3 separate regions of the Mus musculus genome follow, and regions 1 and 3 are each linked to region 2. The links are chromatin contacts, called in public Hi-C and Micro-C maps. All regions are on one chromosome and are shown on one strand. The core of a region is the stretch at or near the end of the contact, and the rest is flanking DNA. Distances in the headings are between cores, read along the strand shown. Region 1 holds the start of Fkbp14 (FK506 binding protein 14). Region 2 overlaps Scrn1 (secernin 1). Region 3 holds the start of Scrn1 (secernin 1).

Region 1 (2,800 bases), core at 24-2,523, 62 kb before region 2:
TTCTCAGATTGCAGCAATGGACTACATCTGAAATGAGGGCAGCCGTTTAGAACTTTAAGCTGTATAATTGTTAAAACAAGTGCTCTCTCTCTCTCTCTCTCTCTCTCTCTCTCTCTCTCCGTCCTTAAGTATTATCTACTCACCACCAAGGTCACATAAGTGACGAATTATTAGCAGTCACTCATTGACAGCGATGTTTGTAGAATGAAATCAAGCCAAGTCTTAAGGTGGAGTGCCAATTCTTTTCGGCCAAGTGAACTTAAGCAGGGCACTAACTTCTAACCTAATTTTTTTTTTAAACTAGCTTCTCTCCGGGCTAGTTTTTTGCAACTTGATGCAGGCTAGAGTAATTTGGAACGAGGATCTCCGAACCATAAGATTTACCTGTAGGCAAGTCTCTACTGCTTTTTCTTAAATACTGATTGATGTGGAAGGGTCCAGTTCACTGAGAGTGGTGCCACCCTTGGTCAGGTGATCCTAGGTGCTATTAAAAAAAAAAAAAAAAAGCAGGCTGAGCAAGCCAGTAAGCAGCACTCCTCTATGGCCTCTCTACATCAGCTCTTGCTTCCTGATTACTGTTTTGAGTTCCTACCCTGCCTTCCCTGGATAATGGACTATGATATAGAAGTGTAATAGGTAAAAATCCTTTCCTCCCCAACTTGCTATTAGTCATGATGCTTTAACCCAAGAATGGAAACCCTAAGACACTGTCTAAATGGGGGGGGGGGGGGGAGTGGGTGGGTGGGAATAGCCACGTTAAGTTAGTGAGGATCTTGCACCAGAGTGTGCTTTGCGAACCTTAAAGCATCCTAGTAGGTCCTTAGAGTTTCTGTTCTAAATTAGTAACCATAGTTCTGAGCCTTTATTTGTGGCATCTTGAAGAAGGCTGCTTCTCAGTGTCTGGTCTTTCCAAAAACCCGAGTGTCACCTGGCTCCAGACTCCGCAGCTGGAATACTTCACTGAAACAACCCTTCCCCCATCTCCCACCCCCGAGGATGTTAGCCTGGATCCAGCTGCCTTCCCGAGGTGGGAGAATTTCCTAATCAGCGGGCTCTAGGACTGTTCCGAAGGGGCACATCCGAGCCCAGGGCCCAACAGCACACAGAACCACTACATTTTTTTCGGCGCCATTGGCTGGGAGGCGCCTGAGGGACAGCAGCGCCAGCCAGTGGAAGGACGCCTTTCCCTAGAAGCTGCCTTATTAGAACCAATCATGTTTGGATGGGGCTTTAACTCTTTATTGTGAGTTCGCTGTCTGTGTGAAAATTGTTAGAAAAAGTGCCACGTCTTCCTGGGAGTGTGTCTGTTGGGGGAGTCCTGAACTTGCTTGGCCTAAGCTGTCTCCGCTTTTGGCACATTTTTAACTCTATGAAGTCGGGGGCCTTTCCTCTGCTTTGGTAACATGAGGTTTTTCTTGTGGAACGCTATCTTGGCACTGTGGGTCACGGTTCTGAGCGGAGCTCTGATTCCTGAGCCAGAAGTGAAAATCGAAGTTCTCCAGAAGCCATTCATCTGCCATCGCAAGACCAAGGGAGGGGATCTGATGTTGGTCCACTACGAAGGCTATTTAGAAAAGGACGGCTCCCTGTTTCATTCCACGTAAGTAATTACGCCTTGCAGGCAGAGTGATAAAGGGCCCACCCATTCACACTAGCCTGTGAAGCTAACAGTTCCTTTACCTCTACAAACTGAAACAAAAAACTGAAATACCTGTTTCCCTTTGGAGAAAGAAAATTGTCAAACCCGTTCTATAGGTCAAGACCATGAAAGAAATTCCTGGATACATGGAGTCTTGACAAATTAATTTCATTATCATTTTATTCTATATAAAATTATATCTAGAGTATTTGAGGTTTTACAGAAATACTTAGGTTATAATTAAGCAGCCAATAGAAAAGGCTTAACAGATTTTTCTGTCTTGAACTCCATTCCATAGGTAAAATATCCGATTCCCCTTTTAATTGTGCAAAAAAAAAATGTTAAGATGTGTCATTTTTCTTCAACAGCAAAATGCACAATCATCTATTTGCCTGCTTCTAAAAGATACACAAATAACTGTTTCAAGCGACCTGTTTAACTTCTTGGCAGGTGGCATTTTGGCCAAAGCACAGGATGACAGAAAGTCATTCCTTCTAGAAAGTCAGGCTTCATCCATGGCAAAGGTGTGGTTATAGAAGTAAAAAGTAGAAGGATTTCCAGATGTTTTACACTCGCTTTTCTTTTTTATAAACAAAGATTTGGCAGATAATGTTACCAAGTGTGATGATTTCCATTCAGAAAGTATTTAACCAGCACCTCCTTAGGGCCGGTCAGAAAGTTCACCTTCTAGTCATCTGCATCCATTCATTCATTCAGCCCGGGAAGCCACACCTCTGCCTGGAGATGCAGAGAGGGAAAACACAGGAAAGGGCTCTGTTTATGGAGAGTACAGAATGTCCACTGAGAAGGGATGGCAGCCTGTGGTCCATTGTGCTGATCAGGGAGGATAAAGAAGGAGTTCGGAACACAACAGCCTTGAACGTCAGGGGTGGAAATTATCAAGGCGGAACAGGAAGGGGAGAAGATTTTGCAGATGTGGGAATGGCATGAGCTAAGTCTGAAGCTTCCGCTCAATTGAGATCCTGCCATTTGTTTTAATAAACTGCTGTGAGACATGGTCTCTGTGAGACTTAAGGGTAGTGAATGACAGTCCTCCACACACTGCTCTGGTGAAAGATTTCAAGAAGAGTTTGTCAGAGCTTTGTCCTCGGTGCACAGTGGATAGTAACCAATACTGTGGCATTGCACTTCAGAGTCTCA
Region 2 (2,806 bases), core at 147-2,646:
TTAAACATTATTATTAAAAGCTTTGCAAATAAATACATAATATCACACACACAATTTAATCAGACCAAACATCTATACAACCTAATGAACTTATATATCAGACGTTATGAACCTTTGTAAGCTGAGATACTTTGATACATTTCCTCATGTTTTGGTGACCCCCAGCCATAAAGTTATTTTTTGTTGCTGCTTCATAACTGTAATGTTGCTTTTGTTATAAATTGTAATGTAAATGCCTGATATGCAGGATACCTGAAAGGGTCGTTTGAGCTCAAAAGGGATGGAGACCCACAGATTGGGAACCACTGTTATATTGTTAGGATTAAGTTTGAATGAGGATATAAAAAATTGGATCTGATTCTGCCATGAATTATTTTTCGTTTCAGTGATGGATCAGTGAGTAAAATATAAACAATACTGAAAGTATAAAATTTAACGGGAAGGGTCACAGCACCCGTGTGAATGTCAATTTTAAGTGAACAGCACAAATCTAAGGACGACTGAAAGTGACAGAGAAGAAGCAGGGAGGTCTGGGATATGATGACACAGGCGTGGTACGAAATTCCAGAGCTAGCCCCTCACAGACACTGCAGAGTGTGAATTCCAGAGCTAGCATTCTATAGACCCCTGCCTGGGGCATTTGAGATGCTCAGGGGAGATGTGCTCCAGGGGTGAGTCTACAGGACTGAAGGGTAGGGACCCAGAAGATGTATTTGGCGGATAATGATTGCTGTGAGAGTGATCAAGGTCTGCAATAATAGCAAATGCAGGAGTAGATAATGGCTGACCTGAAGCCATTTAAGTTGACACCTCCCCTGGCTCACACAGAGTCACTGCAATAGGAATGGTATGACAAATCCCGTGACCCTGGCCACTTCTTGGAGGGGCACATAGTCTGTACCTAGAGTAGACTTCTAAGTTCAGGGTCAAGTTCAGAAGTCTGGTCCCAGCTTTAAACTGGTTAAAACTAATCTTTCATATCAAGCAAGTCCTATGAGCAACTCCTGAGCCCCAGTGTTAACTGAGGAGCTGTGGATACCGTAGATCAAAACCACAGCACTGCACGTGGCAAGGTTCACAAAGCATGGCCGTCCACAGAAACACTGCCCAGGAGCCTGCTAGGAAGGCAAGTACACCCCCCAACACACACACACACACACACACACACTGTACACGGGGTTGGCCCACAGTCTACCTCAGCAAGGCAGGTGGAGCATATGGCCGAGAATACACTGCTGCACAGCTGGAGAACACCTTCCTCAGGATGTTCCTCATGGCTCTTCCAACCGTTGCTATTAGCAGCATCATTTCTTGCGCTGTCCTCGCTTGTCCTCTGTGCTTGGCTGCCAGCTTCCTGGGCAGCTCCTGGAAGAGCAGGCTATTTATATTTCACATGCGACTTCAAGTGTCTGTGAGACTGGGGCTGATTATTCAAAGAATGTAGCTGCTCTCCATCTGCACACTCTGGTCCTTTGTGCTCTCCATCCACACGTCAGCTCCAAGAAACAAAACTGAGTGACAGCCTTGGTTTATGAGGCACTGCCTTCAGGGTAAAGGTATGATTTTCATGTGCTTCTTAGAGGTGTGTAGGAATGTAAGCATTAAGCAACACTTGTTATAATTCTTTCTTAGTGGTAAAAAGCCAAGCTTTGTCTGTTCCCTTGCCTCTCCTCCTCCCTCCCTCCCTCCTTCTTCCTTCCTTCCTTCCTTCCTTCCTTCCTTCCTTCCTTCCTTCCTTCCTTCCTTCCCTTCCTATGTATCTCTGAATAATCCTCTCCCCAGATCCCCCAACACCAAGAGCCATGTAAACACACACACACACACACACACACACACACACACACACAAACACACATAGTTTTGCTTCTTAGTGACTACAGATCCAAGTACCAAGCTGCAAGCAGGAGCTAACATTAAAATAGGGGGTCTTTTTTTTGGAAGTCAAAGTGTCTCTTATACCTGGAGTCCATTAATCTAAGGTCTATCTGTTCTGATGGTTCCTGTTGGCCTCCATCATGATGAGGCCCAGGAGGCATTTGGCATCAGACAGAGTATGCAGGGAAAACCTAATAATCAGCTAGAAGTGAGACTGGGGTGGCAGCCCTAAATTGTGGCTTTCCCAACACCTGTGGTGTAAAGATGATGAGGGATTAGCAGCTAGCTCAAAATCCCCTAAGTTTCACTTCCGTTCTCCATTCTCTGAGTAGGTGGGGTGCCAGCTGGCTCTGGAGAGAGCTGCTTTCTGGTCATGCACTGCCCCTGCCCCTTACACTCTGGTTTCATCCTCTTCTTTTTCTGCAGACTCCCCCCACCCTTCATTTCATGTGTCTATGTGTGCACTGTGTGTGCATGCATGTGGAGGCCCACGGTCCAGAGTCTTCCTGTACCACTTTGCTCCCTCATTCTTTCAGGGAGGGTCTCTCAGCAAGATCCAGAGCATTCTGGTAGAGCTAGCCTTACCAGTCAGCTTGCTCTGGTTGTTCCTCTGCCTTTGAATTCCCAGGGAGCTGGAATCATAGGTGAGCACCCCGCATTACATGGTGTCTGAACTCTGGTCCTCTGAGCCATCGTCCTGCACACTGACGTTTCCTGCTTCTCGTTGAGTTTGGCGTTGGCATTAAACCTGGCCAGTCTCATTGCTTCAGAGCATCTTGTCATTCTAAACACAACCCACCAGCTGCTCCTGGTGTCAGAGATCTCAGAAGATCTTGAAAGAAAGTTGAGGAAAAGCTGGAAAGGCATGTGTGTTTTTTGGGCAGGTTCTTAGTGACCATGGGAGCTCACAGGTAATGGGAAAGGGGAAGCT
Region 3 (3,057 bases), core at 431-2,930, 35 kb before region 2:
GGAGACCCGGGAGATAACAGAGACTTCAGAACAGCGGCTGTCAAACATCAATGCACAAGGGAAACCTGAAAATCTGGCAGAACTCAAGTTTCCTGGTCCCAGCTCTGGAGACTGACGTCAGAAGTTACCAGGGAGGCCCCAGGTCAAGCTCTTTAGGAGTTTTGAAAGTTATTAGCCACATGCATTAGGCTACACAGTTTATTGTTTGCAGTAAATAAACAAAGCACCTTTGTGTTCTAAGTCTGTGAACCAATGGTCTTTTCTGTAGAATCTATTGATGGTTCCTGCCACATTCCCTCATCCTTCTCCCACTGTCTGCTTCCTCACCTGACAAGCTACAAGCACACACTGATTTAAGAGGACATGGGAAAGTCTCCTTACCTGGTGGCCAGTCATCAGCTCTCTTCCCTTTGGAATCTCCTGTTACAGTTTCTTATGGATCTTTCCAAAAGTAGTCTAAGCATTTGCAAAAGGAAGTGTATATATTTTCACACACACACACGCGCACACACACACACACACACACACACACACACACACACTGTTCTGCACCTAACCTATCCCCACTTTAGCCTTTTACTTGGTATAAGTTGGAAGTCTTGAATTAGTACACAGACAATGATCTCATCTTTAAATCTTTAAAATATGCTGGATGGAATTCCATGGTATTTATAGGCTGAATTTCATTCAATCTTTTAGTTTTTGAGACAAGGTGTTACTATGTAGCCTTGTCAGCCTCCCTAATTGTGTGTACCACCACTGTGAGGTTTGGTTCTAGTCGTTGCTGACACAAATAATATGGCCCCCCCAGAATCCTCCTGCTCATTTCACACCCGTGTCCTTTCTTCTATAAGATGAATTCCAAAAGTCCAAAAGTGGAATCAGGTGAAAGGCTACATATGTTCTTATCTTGAGAGATATTGTCATACACACACACACACACACACACACACACACACACACACACACAAACACACACACCATAGAGACTATAAAACTTTGATTTGTGTTCATCTGATAACTGGAAAATACATGTGAATCTGCTGCTGCCCGCTGCTGCTACTCTCTTCCCAGTGGACTCTTACAGCCTTTTCTTATCGAGGTAGATCGGGTCTCAGCCCCTGAGGCGTTGTTATCAAAAGCCTTGAGGTGGGCATCACCTCTTTCCCTGTCAAAAGTTTATTAACCCTGGTGTGGAATCTTGCCTTTGTTACTTGCTGCATGACCTTGGTCCACAGAGTGTGAATATGCTGCATCGTCTGGTTTATGAGCACGATCACAATCGGTTAACATTAGGGAAGGACTTTGACACATTGAATCAACCAAATGAAGAATGCATATCTCTGCAGGGAATTCTCGCCAGGCACCAAGGCTCAGACTAGCAACCACACAGTAAAATGTTGCCAGGAGAAAGCAGGACCTGGCTCCTTAAAGCTCTGGTTCCTCCCTTCGAGAGAGTTTCAACCAAGAAATAAAAATCTAGAAAGAAAGGAACCACTTTCTGTTGAGTCCCGCCCCCTCTGCTGTTCTTGGGGGCTCCTGGTGCCCTCCCCTCCCAGGCGGGGCGGGCTCTGAGGCCTCAGCTGTCAAACACAACGAGTCCTGGGGCCCAGAGCACCGGGAGGCGGAGGGTGGGTCTGCGGTCGCGTGACCAAACCAGCTGTTAGCCGGGGGCTGGAGAGCCTGGAGTCTGGGAAACCGGAGCGCCGGCGGTCTTCTGCGCTACGGATGCAGAGGCTGTAACCTAGCCGCCGCAGCGCCCCCAACTCCGCAGTCGCAGCATCAGCACCGTTGGACCCGGCTGGAGCCGGCTGCTTGGCAGGTGAGCCTCAGGCTACGCGGGGAGCGCCGGGGCGCTGGCAGCTGCTCTTCCGCTGGGAGGTCACCACATTTCCCATTACAATTCTAACGCCTCGCGAGTGTGGACCAGGGAAGGGGAGATCGGAGGTTAGGTGGCCTCGGTCTGGCCCGACTTGAGATCAGGGACTTCGGGACGAAGCTACTGCAGCCTGGTCAGAATCTGCTCCTGCTCTCCATCCCGCATCCTTCCCGCACCTCCCTTTCAGTTTATAACCGGGTGCTGCTTTTTCTGGGCGCCGAGTTGCAAGGGCGCGGGAAGTGTCTCTGAGCTTCCCCGGGCCCCTGAGCTTCCCCTGGCGGCTCCTGCGGCTCCGTCTTGCGGCTAGCAGAGAGAGCCTGGCTCCTTCCCGAGTAATGCATCCGTGGCGCCTGACTAGGCCGCTACCCTTGGTCGCCGGGCGGAGTCCCGGTATCTGTGGTTATCCCCAAGGGCCAGTGAGCTGGCACCAGACATTGCTTCGCTCCAGGCCTCACCCCTGCACACTGGAATCCGGGTGGGGTCATGGCAGGTGTCTCGACCCTTGCTATCACTCCACCTCAGTTTACCCCTATCGTCTTGCTTTTTGTTTTTTGTCCAGGCAGAATTGCTAAATAATTGCTAATTATTTAGCGACCACAGTGAGGTCTGCAGGAGGATGAAAGGAGCGCCTGAATTTTAGAAAATCGGTTGGAATTTAGGAATAAAAATGTGATCACACCCATTTGCGTTTAAGGCAACTTACTATTTTCTGTCTCCCAAGTTGACCTGGTAGGGTTCTGTTAAATAGAGGTGTATTTCTGTGTAATTGTAGCTTGTTAAGTGCTTCTTCCTGGTTTTGTGTGTGTGTGTGTGTGTGTGTGTGTGTGTGTGTGTGTGTTTACTGTGCTTCACGCCTGCCTAAATCCTCATCACTTGCTGAGTAAACCTATGCTAATTCAAAATGGCAGCATGAAAAATCAGGCCAGGCGGAACCCTAGCAGACCACAGCCAACTGCAGCTGCCCCGGGCTTGAGCTGCTGAGAGAAACAGCAGGAGGAAAAGGCTCTGCTGTGTATAGGCAGGGAGTGTACTTGGAGCTGGTTAAAGCTGAGTGAAGTTGCAGTGCCTTGGGGAGCAAGTGGGAAGTTTAGGGAGCTACAGCTGGTTTCCCTAACTTGTCAAAAGCCTAACTGAAACTCTAATTTGGTCTGATTTTCTTTAGACCCATTTAAAGTCAA

What was found. A called contact is a pair of places that touch in the nucleus more often than the background predicts.
Region 1: a contact with region 2 is called in a Micro-C map of the G1E-ER4 cell line. The contact joins the promoter of Fkbp14 here to the enhancer-like site in region 2. A contact is called at or near these places in 4 of 484 Hi-C or Micro-C datasets (the G1E-ER4 cell line, Sertoli cells and olfactory sensory neurons), 1 of 115 datasets of contacts at active chromatin or transcription factors (embryonic stem cells) and 2 of 9 other capture datasets (adipose tissue and pancreatic islet).
Region 3: a Hi-C map of cerebral cortex shows a contact between it and region 2, with 2.1 times the contacts expected there. The contact joins the promoter of Scrn1 here to the enhancer-like site in region 2. A contact is called at or near these places in 3 of 39 promoter capture datasets (hippocampal neurons, macrophages and trophoblast stem cells), 8 of 484 Hi-C or Micro-C datasets (the N1E-115 cell line, Sertoli cells, brain and 5 more), 3 of 115 datasets of contacts at active chromatin or transcription factors (embryonic stem cells and forebrain) and 2 of 9 other capture datasets (adipose tissue and pancreatic islet).

The regions. Positions count from the first base shown.
Region 1 is chr6:54,591,647-54,594,446 of GRCm38.p6, reverse strand. It overlaps Fkbp14 (FK506 binding protein 14), which reads left to right and starts at 1,273. Exons shown (of 4, transcript NM_153573.2): 1 at 1,273-1,600. The coding sequence starts at 1,404.
Region 2 is chr6:54,529,756-54,532,561 of GRCm38.p6, reverse strand. The region is part of intron 3 of Scrn1 (secernin 1); the gene reads left to right. Gm52863 (a long non-coding RNA gene) reads right to left here. Exons shown (of 3, transcript XR_003956308.1): 2 at 1,196-1,365. Among named protein-coding and RNA genes, the nearest start is that of Gm52863, 19 kb to the right of the region's middle. Within about 2 kb of position 1,396, at least 51 of the 459 cell types and tissues checked have an H3K27ac peak or open chromatin away from gene starts, as enhancers often do. A contact at or near this core is called in the G1E-ER4 cell line, brain, cerebellar granule neurons and 3 more, where this site is marked.
Region 3 is chr6:54,565,005-54,568,061 of GRCm38.p6, reverse strand. It overlaps Scrn1 (secernin 1), which reads left to right and starts at 1,680. Exons shown (of 8, transcript NM_027268.2): 1 at 1,680-1,822.